Linked DNA regions of Mus musculus: regions 2 and 3 are each linked to region 1. The links are chromatin contacts, called in public Hi-C maps. All regions are on one chromosome and are shown on one strand. The core of a region is the stretch at or near the end of the contact, and the rest is flanking DNA. Distances in the headings are between cores, read along the strand shown. Region 1 holds the start of Mboat1 (membrane bound O-acyltransferase domain containing 1). Region 2 has its middle 41 kb from the start of Mboat1. Region 3 overlaps Mboat1 (membrane bound O-acyltransferase domain containing 1).

Region 1 (4,022 bases), core at 1,263-3,762:
GTATCGTATGATTAACATTTTTACCAAGTTGCTCAAACTGACCCAGTTGGTCAGGCTGACCCAGGATCTCAGAGAAACCAAGTGTTCCTCATGATTTTTCATCCATCTCATGATAATCCGAGTTCATTTATGGAATGAAGTAAAATCTATCATGTCTGGAGTGCTCTTTTTTCCTTTTTTCATAAATTAAAACCAGGATTCCTTTGGGGGCTGAATAGATGGCACTGAGGTTAAAAGAAATGCTTGGAACTCCAGCTTCAGGGGACCCAAGACCCTCTTCTGACCTTGGTGGACACGTACACTCATGTACACACACCCACACATGAACAGGCAACACACACACATACACACTGTAAAGTACTAAGTCTCTTCTAAAAACCAGAGTAACTTTTACAAAAACCCTGTAGTTTGGGGACGGACGTGGATGCAGCCAGAGGCTTAATGACAACAGCTCCTCCCCGCACAACTGCCCTTCACCAATCCATGTATTTCTGTCTGGGTCAGGGATGGGGGGGGGGTGGCTGGGGGGAGGGGAGGAAAGCCCACTCTATTCTATATTATTGTAAAATAGATTATTATGCAAAAGAAAATGCAATTACTATAGGTTCTAGTAGTAATTAGAGACGTCAATGCAAAATGAACTCCTCCTATGGAAATTCAGCAACAAATTCATCCGGCTTCTGGATGAAAGAATTCGCTCTTGTGCCTGCCCCTGCCAGGGTCCCTTGGACTTCTGACCTTGACTCAATATCTGATACTTCTACCAAGTTCCTGATTCTCAAGGTTTTGCAACTGATGAGAAGGCAGTAGTAGTCAGAACCTAAGAGTTAGGATGAGGGCGAACCCTGTGAGTAATGCAAACAGCCAGGGCCAACTTCCTCATTGTCAAAGGAATGCAAACAGAAGAGGCGCAGGTACAGGTAGCTCTAGTATGAAAAGAAAGAAAGATAGGAAGGACAGAAACTGCTCTAAGAAGACAGGAACATTTTGTTTTGTTTTGCATTTTCGAGTCGGGAGTTTTACTGGGTAACCCAGGCTGACTTGGTACTCTCTCCCCGTGGCCTAGGCAGGTCTCTAACTCGGAGCAATCTTCCTGCCTGTTTCCCTGGCACTGGAAATACAAGCATGCACCTCGAGACCCAGCAAAGGAAGGGAAACTAAACTGGGGAAACTCAAAGGAAACAGATTAGTAAGGAGAGCAGTGGGTCTTACTCCAACCTGTCCTGCCTGAATCCATTCAAACCATTACATCCTACACAGGGGACATAGCCTGAGGCACCGAAGGAAATAAGGCAAGACTACATACACCTCAGGAAGACTTTTCTTGACCTCAGTACGGAGGCCAGAAGACAGGACAGACCCTCCAGCATACTACAAACTCTACCACTGAATTGCACTCCAGCTGTCTTTGGCAAAATTCCTACCAGGTTACTGTTGCCAGTTTTACCTCTAATGTAGCAGGCAACTCCTGAACAGTTCCAAAGAAGTCCCCACAGCCCTTTTCCTCCCAGGGCCCGCCCTACTCATCAGTTTCGCACAGCAGGGATGGATGAGAACTGAGTAAGGCCCTCTGAGAAGCATCTCAACACTGTGGCGAAAGGATCACCAGTTCTAGCCCAGCCTAGACAAAATAAGAGACTTCGATGCCAGCCTGAACTTCAGAGTGAGTGCCAAGACAGTCAGGGCCAGATGCTGTCTCAACAAACGGAATAAAAAAGTCATCACCATATACTATACTATAGACCTACGCATCTGGTTAGTCAGGCTTTTTACTTTTTGTTTGGTTTTGTTTGAGAGTTGAGGCTTCTCCTCAGCATCCTAGACAGAGAAGACGGGAACTCGCTGCAATTTCCCTGCCCCGGGCTCTGAAGACCTGGATTAAAGGCGTGATCCACCACACCCAGCTGGATCAGACTTACTCTTAAAGTAGGATCGCCTAAATTTAAAAATCACAAAGACTTTTATCTACACTGGTGGGGGAAATGCTGGGTTCATGGATCACACCACTAAATAATTCGATCACAGAGCAAAACTTAAAAGTTCAGTCCAACTTGCTAGCTTAGGTGGACGTATAGTTTTCACGCAGAAAAAGCAGCCAACTCAGAGAAAAAAGAAAAAAAAGGGAAGAAAAAGCTCTCGCACGTGTAGGGTTCATAGCCATAAACTAGGCTCTGAGCGAATCCAGGTCGCAATCCTGTTCCCAGACAGAGGGTCTGGGTAGCGGGTGGGACGCTGTTACCTGATCCAGCGGGATGCCCAGGAGCTGGCTGAGCGGGTGCAGGCAGGTGGAGCCGGTGGTACGGTAAGAGAGGCTGGCGGGCGGCCGTGCTGCCATCCTGCATCTTCAGGGTGCTCTGTCGCCCGGGAGCTGCACACTGGCCACCTTGAGGGCTCCTGAGGACCTCGCGGGAACCTGGCGCCGACTCCAGGGCGCGGACCTGGCGCTGCGGGACCCCGCGCCTGGGAGGGCAGGGCCCCCACGTTCTGCTTCCCGCTCCGCACCGCCCGCCGCCCATTGGCCAGCAGCCGGGGACGCCCCGGAGGAGGAGCCGGGCAGAGATGGGCGCGGATCCCCGGGAGCCCGGCCCGGGGCAGGAGACCGGGAGACGCCCAGTCTGTTCCCCAGTTCGCCGCCCTCCCCGGGCGCGCAGCGGGCCCGATCCGGGTTCCTCCGAAGCCGTCTCACCCTCCTCCCAGGCAGCTGGGGTGTCCTGTGCTCCAGTTTCAGGCCCGGCTCCTGCTGCTACTCCGGAAGCCAGAAGAGACCTAAGAGCTAACCAACACCGCTCATTTTGCTTACATTTTAAAGATTTATTTATTTGCAGTTTAGAGGCAGGGTCTCCTGTAGCCCAGACTTTCCCTAAACTCCCAAATACTGAAATTACAGGTGTGCACAAACATAAAACTCCACTCCAGATTATTATTCTCCTTCGCGTCTCCTTCTCCTCCTTCCCTGTGTCTTTGATTGTGTTCTGAATTCCTGGTGCTCCCTGTCTGGTTGTCTCTTCTTTCTCTCTTCTCTCTTCTCTCTTCTCTCTTCTCTCTTCTCTCTTCTTTCTCTCTTCTCTCTTCTCTCTCTTCTCTCTCTCTTCTCTCTCTCTTCTCTCTCTTCTCTCTCTCTTCTCTCTCTCTTCTCTCTCTCTTCTCTCTCTCCTCTCTCTCTTTCCTCTCTCTCTCTCTCTCTCTCTCTCTCTCTCTCTCTCTCTCTCTCTCATATGTTTTTTACTTTACATGTATGTATGTACTTGTGAGTAGATGCCACTGGAGACCGGAAGAGTCCATGGAGTTTCAGGAGATTGTGAGCCACCATGTGGGTGCTGGAAATAGAACTCCGGCCCTCTGCAGCAAGAGAGATTGCTCTCAGGTCCTGAGCCATCTCTCCAGCACCCAAGGTTGTCATTCTTTACCTTCTCTGGTCAAGCCACAGTTTCTAGCACCCTAATCCACTATCTCTGCTTCCTTCTGTGACTTGTCTCATTTTCATCTGGGCCGTTTCTCTCCAGTAAGCTTCTGTTTACTGTTTACTACCCACGTGATGACGGGTCTTTCACTTGCTGAAACAGCTCTGTATCTCTGTTTCTTGAGAAATCCTTTTCAACTCACTAACAGACATTTTAAAACATCACAGAGACCCTTCTAGCACTTTACCAGTCTCTGCTGCATCTAACCTGATGTCAAAGTAGCTGCTCACATTGGAAGTCTGAGAAACACCCAGGGACCTACTGAAGAGAAAGGAAGCCAGGAACCAAGAGATCCCTCTGGACACACAAACACCTTTTAAAAGATTGTGTGTGTGTGTGTGTGTGTGTGTGAGAGAGAGAGAGAGAGAGAGAGAGAGAGAGAGAGTGTGTGTGTGTGTGTGCCTGTAGAGGCTAGAAGGGAGAGTCAGAGCTGTAGTTACAGGCAGTACTGAGCAGTTCATCCACGTCCTGTGTGCTGGCATCTGAAGTCCAGTCCTCTGGGAGAGCTGCAAACATTCTTAACCACCCTTAACCACTGAGCCATCTTGTCAGCCCCTGCAG
Region 2 (3,741 bases), core at 484-2,983, 40 kb after region 1:
AGAGACAGAGGGAAAGAGACAGAAGGAAAGAGACAGAGAATCCAACCTGGGCACTTGACAGGAGCATCTTTTCATGTCTAGCTACAGATCTTTCAGGATGTGTCTTTGACATTTGCTAGAAGACATTTTTTCCTGATGGGCAGAGAACGTTCATCTCTATTAGTGGAGAAAGGAAGGCTCAGTGTAGCCAGAGAGGGAGAGAGAGGTGGGGAGAGGGAATGAATGAGGAAAGTAGAGAAAGGCAAAGACACACACACACAGGTAGGGACAGATAGGAGGTCAGAGAAGGACAGTGAAAGGAAGGGAAAGGGAAGAAGGAGAGACTTGATAGTTTGGGTCCCTTGGACTCCAGAGTAGCTCCTTTATTCTTCTGATAAAGATCTGGCAGTGGGGAAGGGATGCTGAAGACATGGCTCAGCACTTAAGAGCACTTGCTGCTCCACACAAGAGCCCAAGCTCAGTAACCAGTGCCCACACCAAGCAGTTCATAACGACCAGGTAACTTAGCTTCTGGGGATCCAGTGCTCTGTTATGGCTTCCAAGAGCTCTGCACACATGTATGTGCAGAGAGACTCATGCACACATGAATGAATCCAAAAAAAGATCACCCCTTTTTTCCCCTACCCTGGTTTGCTGTCTGTCATTTACAGCTCTGTCTGAGCAGTGTCCCCTTCCACCACGAAGCTCTCTGCTCATCTCCTTGGTCTGAGTCTCTGCTCAGATGTTTCTGCAAACCACACATCATGCTGGTCCATGCCCCATGCCCACCTGCATTAGCCCAGACCACACGGTCTGCCTCCTGCCCTGTGCACTGCAGGAGCGACTCTTAGTCATTTAGAGCTGTGGTTCTCAAAGCTTAGCCTCTCAGGATCCTAGCTTCCAACCTTGTTATCTCTAGATATAGCACTTCTTAATGCTGACGTGTGTCCCAGAATTCGGGTTCTTTTTCTTTCTTCTGATGAAAAACACAAACCTTTGTCTCTCAACAGAAGAAGAAAGAGAAGAGTAACTTTCAGACAAGATTCTGACTGAAGGGAAAGCTTTCCCCTAGAAGCCCACCCCTTGCTGATGGATAGCGTTTGGTTGTGACAACTGGGGTTAAAGGTCAGCTACTTCCTTCCTCTTTGGAATTTCATGTTTTAAATATTTAATCGCTGCCATATGTGAGCCACAACATGATCAAATATTTTTGCCTGAAGTAGAGCTGACACAATGATCAGATCTTCTTCCTCAGTTTATGTTCTGGTATACAAGACAAACTCTTTTTTTAAATAATTATTATTATTTATTTATTATATGTAAGTACACTGTAGCTGTCTTCAGGCACTCCAGAAGAGGGCATCAGATTTTGTTACAGATGGTTGTGAGCCACATGTGGTTGCTGGGATTTGAACTCAGGACCTTCGGAAGAAGTAGTCGGTGCTCTTAACAGGTGAGCCATCTCGCCAGCCCACAAGACAAACTCTAACATGTACATGCAAACTGAAGCATTTGAATTTATAAATTAGAGAGTGTGTAACACCTTGCTAAAGGTAGCCACCAATACAAGTTGATATTGGACTTCACCTGTACTGTTGCTTCTCTCTCACTGGTCCATCTCACTGGCCCTGCCCTTGTCTCAGGTAGCCTTGTATCTGATCAACCTGTATCGCCACCTCCTCACAGTGTCTCCTGTGATCCAAATCCGGGCTCCTCACATAACACAGGAAACCCCTGATCTCTCCTCTCTGGGGAGCTCAGTGAATAAGCTTGCCCAACAAAACAAATCTGAGAATGGCTTTATTTTTTTCCCTATGAGTCATGCAGAAGAAATCCCTTTCTAATAACTCAATTAAGCTGTCAGTTAAGAAGTATTTGGCAAGAGTCCCTTTCAGGGCCTTCAAAAGGAAGGAAGTATGTGCCATAGAGAACCAAGGAAGATGGGGCCAAAGACATCAGATGCACCCAAAGGCTCCAAAAAAAGCTGCGCAAGCAGGAGAACGTTATCTGTTCCCTTCCTTTCTCGTGGGCCCCTTGTGCCCCCCCCACCCACAGCTGTGCTTCTAATGTGATCAGAACTTCCATATTTTCCCATGCTAGACCCTAGAACTTCAACCCATGCATTCTCCATGATTACACTTCTTCTATTGAATATATGAATATTGGGAGCCCGGTGTGGTGTAGGCTACCATTAGGATGTGGAATCAATAACAGTCACAGGGACTTTTTGTCCTAGGGGGTTACACACAGGGAGAAAAAAAACGTGTAAAATAAACCAATTATTTATGAGCTGACAAGGGCTATGAAGAAAAATGAACTAAACTGAGGGTTATGGAGAGTAGATAAATATGTGCAATTTAATGGGGTGGGGCAGGAAAGCTATAGCAGTCACGTTCACTTACAGTGACCAAATAGCCGATTTCATCAACTTATAAAGCTAAAAAGGCTAAACTTGGACACTGTTTTGGAGTTTTCAGTCCCATGGTTGGTTGACCACATTGCTTTTTTTTTTTTTTTTTTTTTTTTTTTTTTGGCCTGCAGCAATGAGGAAACATGAAAACCCAGTGGAGGACTCTGCTAAGAGAAAGGGTAAGAGAAGGCCCCACCAGCGATACCAAAAAAGTCAAAATCTCAAGATTGGAGAATGTGTGGGGTGTTGCAGAAACTAGAAATTCCAGGTGGGTTGGTTGTGTGCAGGACCAGCCAGGTTCTAAAGTCCGGAGCTCAGCGGCCTCTGTAGGCATGATCCCTGGAGATGGGAGCTGCTTTGCTTTGTTACAGCAGTGGGGGATTGAACCCAGGATTGGGGGCACTCTAGGCAGGAGCCCTGCCGCTATGCTAGATCCCCAGCCTGCCCTGTAAGCTTTGAGCAGAACAGCAGTAATAGCTGGCTTATATTTTAGGAGATACACATAGACTGTTGTGTCCAGAATACACAGGCTGCGGAGCTGGGAGGGCATATGTGGGAAGGTAGAGGTGCTATCAAAGACCTTGAGAGATGAATCTGGGATATATATTATGTTTTATATTATGATTCTTTCAGGATATTGAGAGTGGAAAAGGCTCTGTGCAGGGCACATAAAGAATGTGTTGGTAAGGAAAGATGAGGAGATGGCTCAGTGGTTCAAGGCTTACTGCTGTTGCGGAGGGACTAAGGTGAGAGCCTATGACCCAAGTCAGGCATCTCACAACCAATCACCTATCACTCCACCCCCAGGGACCAGATATCTCTGACTTCCGTGGGCATCGGCACTTCTAGGCACACACATTCACATAATTCAAAAAAAAAAAAAAAAACTGTAAAAGACTGTGGTGGTTGGTTCACAACACACAAGTGAACCACAGAAAACACATGCACAAATCAGATTAAATCGAAGTTCTTTCTTGAAATACAAAGCCATCAGTGTAGCTCCAACACATACTTAAAGGACCAAAGAAAGCCAGTGATCTATCATTCTAGTCCCAACTGTCCATCCAATGTCTCAGCTTGCTCTTTCTTCTCCCTTACTTTCTTTCCCCTTTCCTTTATTTTCTTTTTCTTTTTTCTTTTTTGGTGGTTATTGTTGATTGGATGAGGTTTGGGGGGTTTTTTTCTTCTTTCTTTCTTTCTTTCTTTTTCTTTTTCTTTTCTTTTTTTTTCTTTTTTTTCTTTTTTTTTGAGACAGGGTTTCTCTAAGTTGCCCTGGCTGTCCTAAAGCTTGCTTTGTAGAGCAGGCTAGCCTTGGATTCAGAGATCTGCCTCCCAAGTGCTGGGATTAAAAG
Region 3 (4,248 bases), core at 1,493-3,992, 62 kb before region 1:
TTTCAATCCAACAGATAGAGACATAAATCCAAAAGCTTTAACTTCCAACATATGTCATAAACCAGGGAAGATGAATATTCTGACATTAAATTGTACTGAGACTCACATTAAAATAACTCATGAATTCTAGGTCAACTCAGGGAGTTGTGAAGTAAGGAGTATATCCAGAGAGTGGGCACAAAGAGTTCTATAAAGCATCACACGATATTAGGTTCTCTTTCATCCTAGCTATGGAGGACGATGGTCCAGCTGAAAGGCAGTGGTTGGGCATTTGCCTACTGTGCACAAAGACCTGAGCCTGCTACTCAGCATCACTGGAAAGAAGAAAGGAAAACAGCAAGAATCGAATAGGCTTAGCCAAAAAGTCAAAATCCAAAATGTTCTCAAACAAAAATGTTCTGCAATAAAAGGAAGAAGGAAGGAAGGAGGGAGAGAGGGGGAGAGGGATAGGGGGAGCGAGAGAGGGAGGAAGAGGGGGGAAGAAGAGAAGAGAAGAGAAGAGAAGAGAAGAGAAGAGAAGAGAAGAGAAGAGAAGAGAAGAGAAGAGAAGAGAAGAGACTGAGTGCCATGTCAGTCCTCAAAAATGTTCAGATTGCAAAATATTCCCAACCTTTTACTCTGAGAGTCAACATTGAGCTCTATGTTCATGGTCTAAAAACCTTAAAGCCTTCAAAACTGAAAGCACTTCTTTCCAAAACACACTAGATAAAGAATAGTCCGCTGACTCCATACAAAAGGCTCTCCTTACCTTGGACCCATCCCAAATCCCCCCTAAGCATGAAGACAGTCAACAAAGACAATGCCCAAGAACAAATGCCCTGAGCAACTAGAGCAGGACGAGCGGGAGGAAGCCTCATTGCCCCTGGCTTCCATTCCCCTCCATTCTAGAAAGTTCATGGGCATCAGACAGAAATACAAAGCACATTCTTCAGGCAATAGACTCTTGTAGAACCAGGTCAACTGTAGCCACGCCTGTCTCTTCCCTGGCTTACAGGGTAAACAGATTCAGTGCAGTGGTTGTAATTAAACCACAGCTGTCAAAAACAGGGATAAGAATTGAATCCTAACAAACCAGGGCAGGGCATTCTTGCCCTGGCTAGACCTGAATCGTCTGTGGTGCAGAAAAGACATATTGTGAACACAAATAATAAGAATGCAAACCCCGGCACTCATAAAAATAATCTGTGGTATGAGAAACTGGCAGGGTGGTTATTTTTGTAAAAAGAAGTGTGACAGAGATTGGGACAGGACAGTTGGTAGTGTTCTCATGTTGACCTGGCTGGGTGTGTACGTGTATATATATATATTCTACCTGCACTTCTTTACATAAGCATTCATTTCCTCAATTCAAACAATAAAATAAAATCTCTATCCTACACACTTGTTTTAGAAGGACTGTGTTAACAATGAAATCAAACATCAACTGATACATTAATCACTATGTACCGAGGATAATGCAGCACACTGAAAAGAGCTTAGCATGGGATGTAGCACAAAGCAAGGGCTCCAGAATCAATTAACTACATCACCAGCACCCAAGGCCCGCATTCTGGAAGATACAAACAAGATCTGCTTAAGCTGGTCCCAGAAGAGCAAGCTGACACCTGTGTTTCCTGCCTAGTACTGTAACTTGGGAGGAAAACAGAGGTTATACCCTGAGAACTCTCTCAAAATACCCTGAGCAACAGCTAGGCCAGAAATGGGCTCATTGAAGACAGCAGTCAACACTCCCTCTCCTATTTCTTCTCAACCACAAAATAGACCTCTCAGCACTGGACATGAAAAGAAGAATGACTCAGATAGGATCATAAGCGCAGAGTCTTCAGACTCCTCATCCAAGGGAACTGGGAAGATGGCTCAGTGTGGCAAGCATAAGGACCCGAGTTCCAAACCCCAGCACCCATGGAAAAAGCTGGTCACAGCCGTCCTTGACAGTAACCCTAGCAGTTGCAGGCAGAGACAGACAGATCCTGGAAGCCTGCTGGAAGGAGAGCCTAGACAAAAAACAGTGACCTCCCAGTTTCAGTGAGAGACACTGTCTCGAGGCAATGAGGTGTCTCGCACCAGAGGAAGATATCTGATATTCTGCTCTGGTCCATGCATGCATGCAGCCATGCATGCATGCATGTACACTTGTGCATGTACCACACACACACACACACACTCAGAGTTATCTATAATCAACCAGAAATAATCACAAGCTGTTTTTAATTATAAAGAAAAGAAGGAACACCATCCACACTTTTACAAACTCCACCCCTTGTGGGAATAAGGGGAATGCTAATCCACAGGGAGGCTCCCCCATCTACCCAGATCTCACATTTCCTAACCCCAACCTCTTGTTCTCTCCCTGGAACTCAGAGGAAACAACTTTGGGACACATTTTAGAGCTACATGGAGTTCTTCCTTTGGGAACTGGACCACTCCCTACTTCTGCAAACTGGCAACCATTCAATCAAACAGAAAGAGGAAGAACGGGTTTGGGCATCTCCCATTTCACTCTCATGCAGAATGTTCTGCTACCACAACACGGCTGTGGTGAAAGTCGCTGTCTGGACGGCTCAGCTCCACCTTAGTTAGAATGTCCCATTCCCAGGCTCTGGAATGGAATATGGAAACCTAGGCCCGCTGTGGAACAAGGGCTCACATGACCCTTTAAAAGCCAGAGTGCGCCCTACCAGTGTCATGTAAGTATGAGGAAGTGCTTACAGATTATGGTGGGTAGGTAACTGGCAAAGTGCCACCCCTAACCAAGATGCTGTTTGCAGTTGATGACTGGTGGGAGACTCCGGTGTACCAACCACATCCGTGGGGCGGCAGGCTGTGTGCTCGGGAATACCGGTAATAGCTAACACAAAACACAATCCATGTGGCCTTCTGGCCGTTTGGCTTTGGCTTTGTTTTGTTCTGTTCCTGCTTGGTTTGACTGTTTAAGAGAAAGACTATGAAGGAAGGAGGAGGGAGCGGAGATCTGGGAGGAGCTGGGGAAGGGGAACAATATGACCAAAGCATGCTGCATCAAAATGTTTAGAAATAAAAAAACAGTAAAAGAGAAAGATGTGACAATGGAAAAAGGAAAAGGAAAAATGTGCTATAAAATGCAATATTATCATTAGTCATTTAAAAGCATGTCTAAGAAAAGACAAGCACTCAGGCACTCGGGCACACACACACACACACAGTCACCACAACATGACTCTTCTTAAGGCTCTTATAAGCATTATACATATGGTGTAAAGAAATCATCTTCCTTCTCAAATTAGAAAAATGGACTTCCTGATGTTCCTCCAGAAAGAATGGTGCTATCTTCTCGTGGAGAGGCTCCGAGGAGAGGGAGATTAAAAGTCACTCCCAGGGCTCATTTGAATACAAAGTTGGAAGACTAATGAAGTGTAAAAGTCTATTAAAAAAAAGAAGACTTTCCTTCAAAACAAAATTATATTGAAAAGTTACATAAATGTGTTTTTAACATGTGTGGTGCTCACTAATCAAGTGGCCTCCAAAAACCAGAAAAGCCCACCTTTTCTCTCTCTCTCTCTCTCTCTCTCTCTCTCTCTCTCTCTCTCTCTCTCTCCCTCTCCCTCCCTCCCTCCCTCCCTCCCTCCCTCCCTCCCTCCGTCTCCCCCTCCATCCCTCTGTTCCTCACCACCCCATCTTTTGACAGGGACTCTCTACATAGCCCTGGCTGTCTTGGAATGCATCATGTAGAGCATACTGGCCTCCAACTCACAGAAATCCTCCTGCTTCTGCCTCCCCAGAGCCAGGACTAAAGGCCTATGCCAATACGCATGGCCTGAAAGTATCTTTTCAAAGCACCCCAGCCATCTCTTCCATAAATATTTACTGAGCCTTCAGTCTTGCCTGTGCCAAGAGTCTTTCTAAACACTGAAAATGCATCATAAGCAAAAGATAAAAGTCTTTATATTTTCAAAATACACTAGAGGCTGAAGTGGCGGCTCAGCAACTAAGATTTCTTGCTGCTCTGACTGAAGACCCAGGTGCGATTCCCAGAATCTACATCATGGGGCTTGTTACCTCCTGTAGCCCCGGTCCCAGGGGATCCAGTGCCCTCCTCCGGCATCTGTATACACACGGGACACATAAACTCACACAGGCACACACATAATACAAATAAAACAAATCCTTCAGGGGTTACTTCATTTTTAATTGTGTGTGCACGTGAATGCAGGTGCCCATGGAAGCCAGAAGAGGAAGCCGGGTTCTCTGAAACTCGAGTCACAGGCAGGT

Evidence for each region. A called contact is a pair of places that touch in the nucleus more often than the background predicts.
Region 2: a contact with region 1 is called in a Hi-C map of pancreatic cancer cells, with 2.8 times the contacts expected there. The contact joins the enhancer-like site here to the promoter of Mboat1 in region 1. A contact is called at or near these places in 1 of 15 datasets of contacts at CTCF or cohesin (CD8 T cells), 20 of 484 Hi-C or Micro-C datasets (the 4T1 cell line, the AML12 cell line, DN3 thymocytes and 14 more), 5 of 115 datasets of contacts at active chromatin or transcription factors (CD8 T cells, bone marrow-derived macrophages, embryonic fibroblasts and 1 more) and 2 of 9 other capture datasets (adipose tissue and pancreatic islet).
Region 3: a Hi-C map of granulocyte-monocyte progenitors shows a contact between it and region 1, with 3 times the contacts expected there. The contact joins the enhancer-like site here to the promoter of Mboat1 in region 1. A contact is called at or near these places in 2 of 39 promoter capture datasets (cranial neural crest and maxillary cranial neural crest), 16 of 484 Hi-C or Micro-C datasets (CD4 T cells, CD8 T cells, LSK cells and 10 more), 5 of 115 datasets of contacts at active chromatin or transcription factors (bone marrow-derived macrophages, embryonic fibroblasts, neural progenitor cells and 1 more) and 2 of 9 other capture datasets (adipose tissue and pancreatic islet).

The regions. Positions count from the first base shown.
Region 1 is chr13:30,134,980-30,139,001 of GRCm38.p6, reverse strand. Mboat1 (membrane bound O-acyltransferase domain containing 1) reads right to left here and starts at 2,512. Exons shown (of 13, transcript NM_153546.4): 1 at 2,240-2,512. The coding sequence starts at 2,335.
Region 2 is chr13:30,094,108-30,097,848 of GRCm38.p6, reverse strand. No RefSeq gene overlaps it. Among named protein-coding and RNA genes, the nearest start is that of Mboat1, 41 kb to the left of the region's middle. Within about 2 kb of position 1,733, at least 17 of the 459 cell types and tissues checked have an H3K27ac peak or open chromatin away from gene starts, as enhancers often do. A contact at or near this core is called in the 4T1 cell line and pancreatic cancer cells, where this site is marked.
Region 3 is chr13:30,196,670-30,200,917 of GRCm38.p6, reverse strand. All of the region lies in intron 3 of Mboat1 (membrane bound O-acyltransferase domain containing 1), which reads right to left. Among named protein-coding and RNA genes, the nearest start is that of Gm40869, 33 kb to the right of the region's middle. Within about 2 kb of position 2,742, at least 68 of the 459 cell types and tissues checked have an H3K27ac peak or open chromatin away from gene starts, as enhancers often do. A contact at or near this core is called in LSK cells, bone marrow-derived macrophages, granulocyte-monocyte progenitors and 4 more, where this site is marked.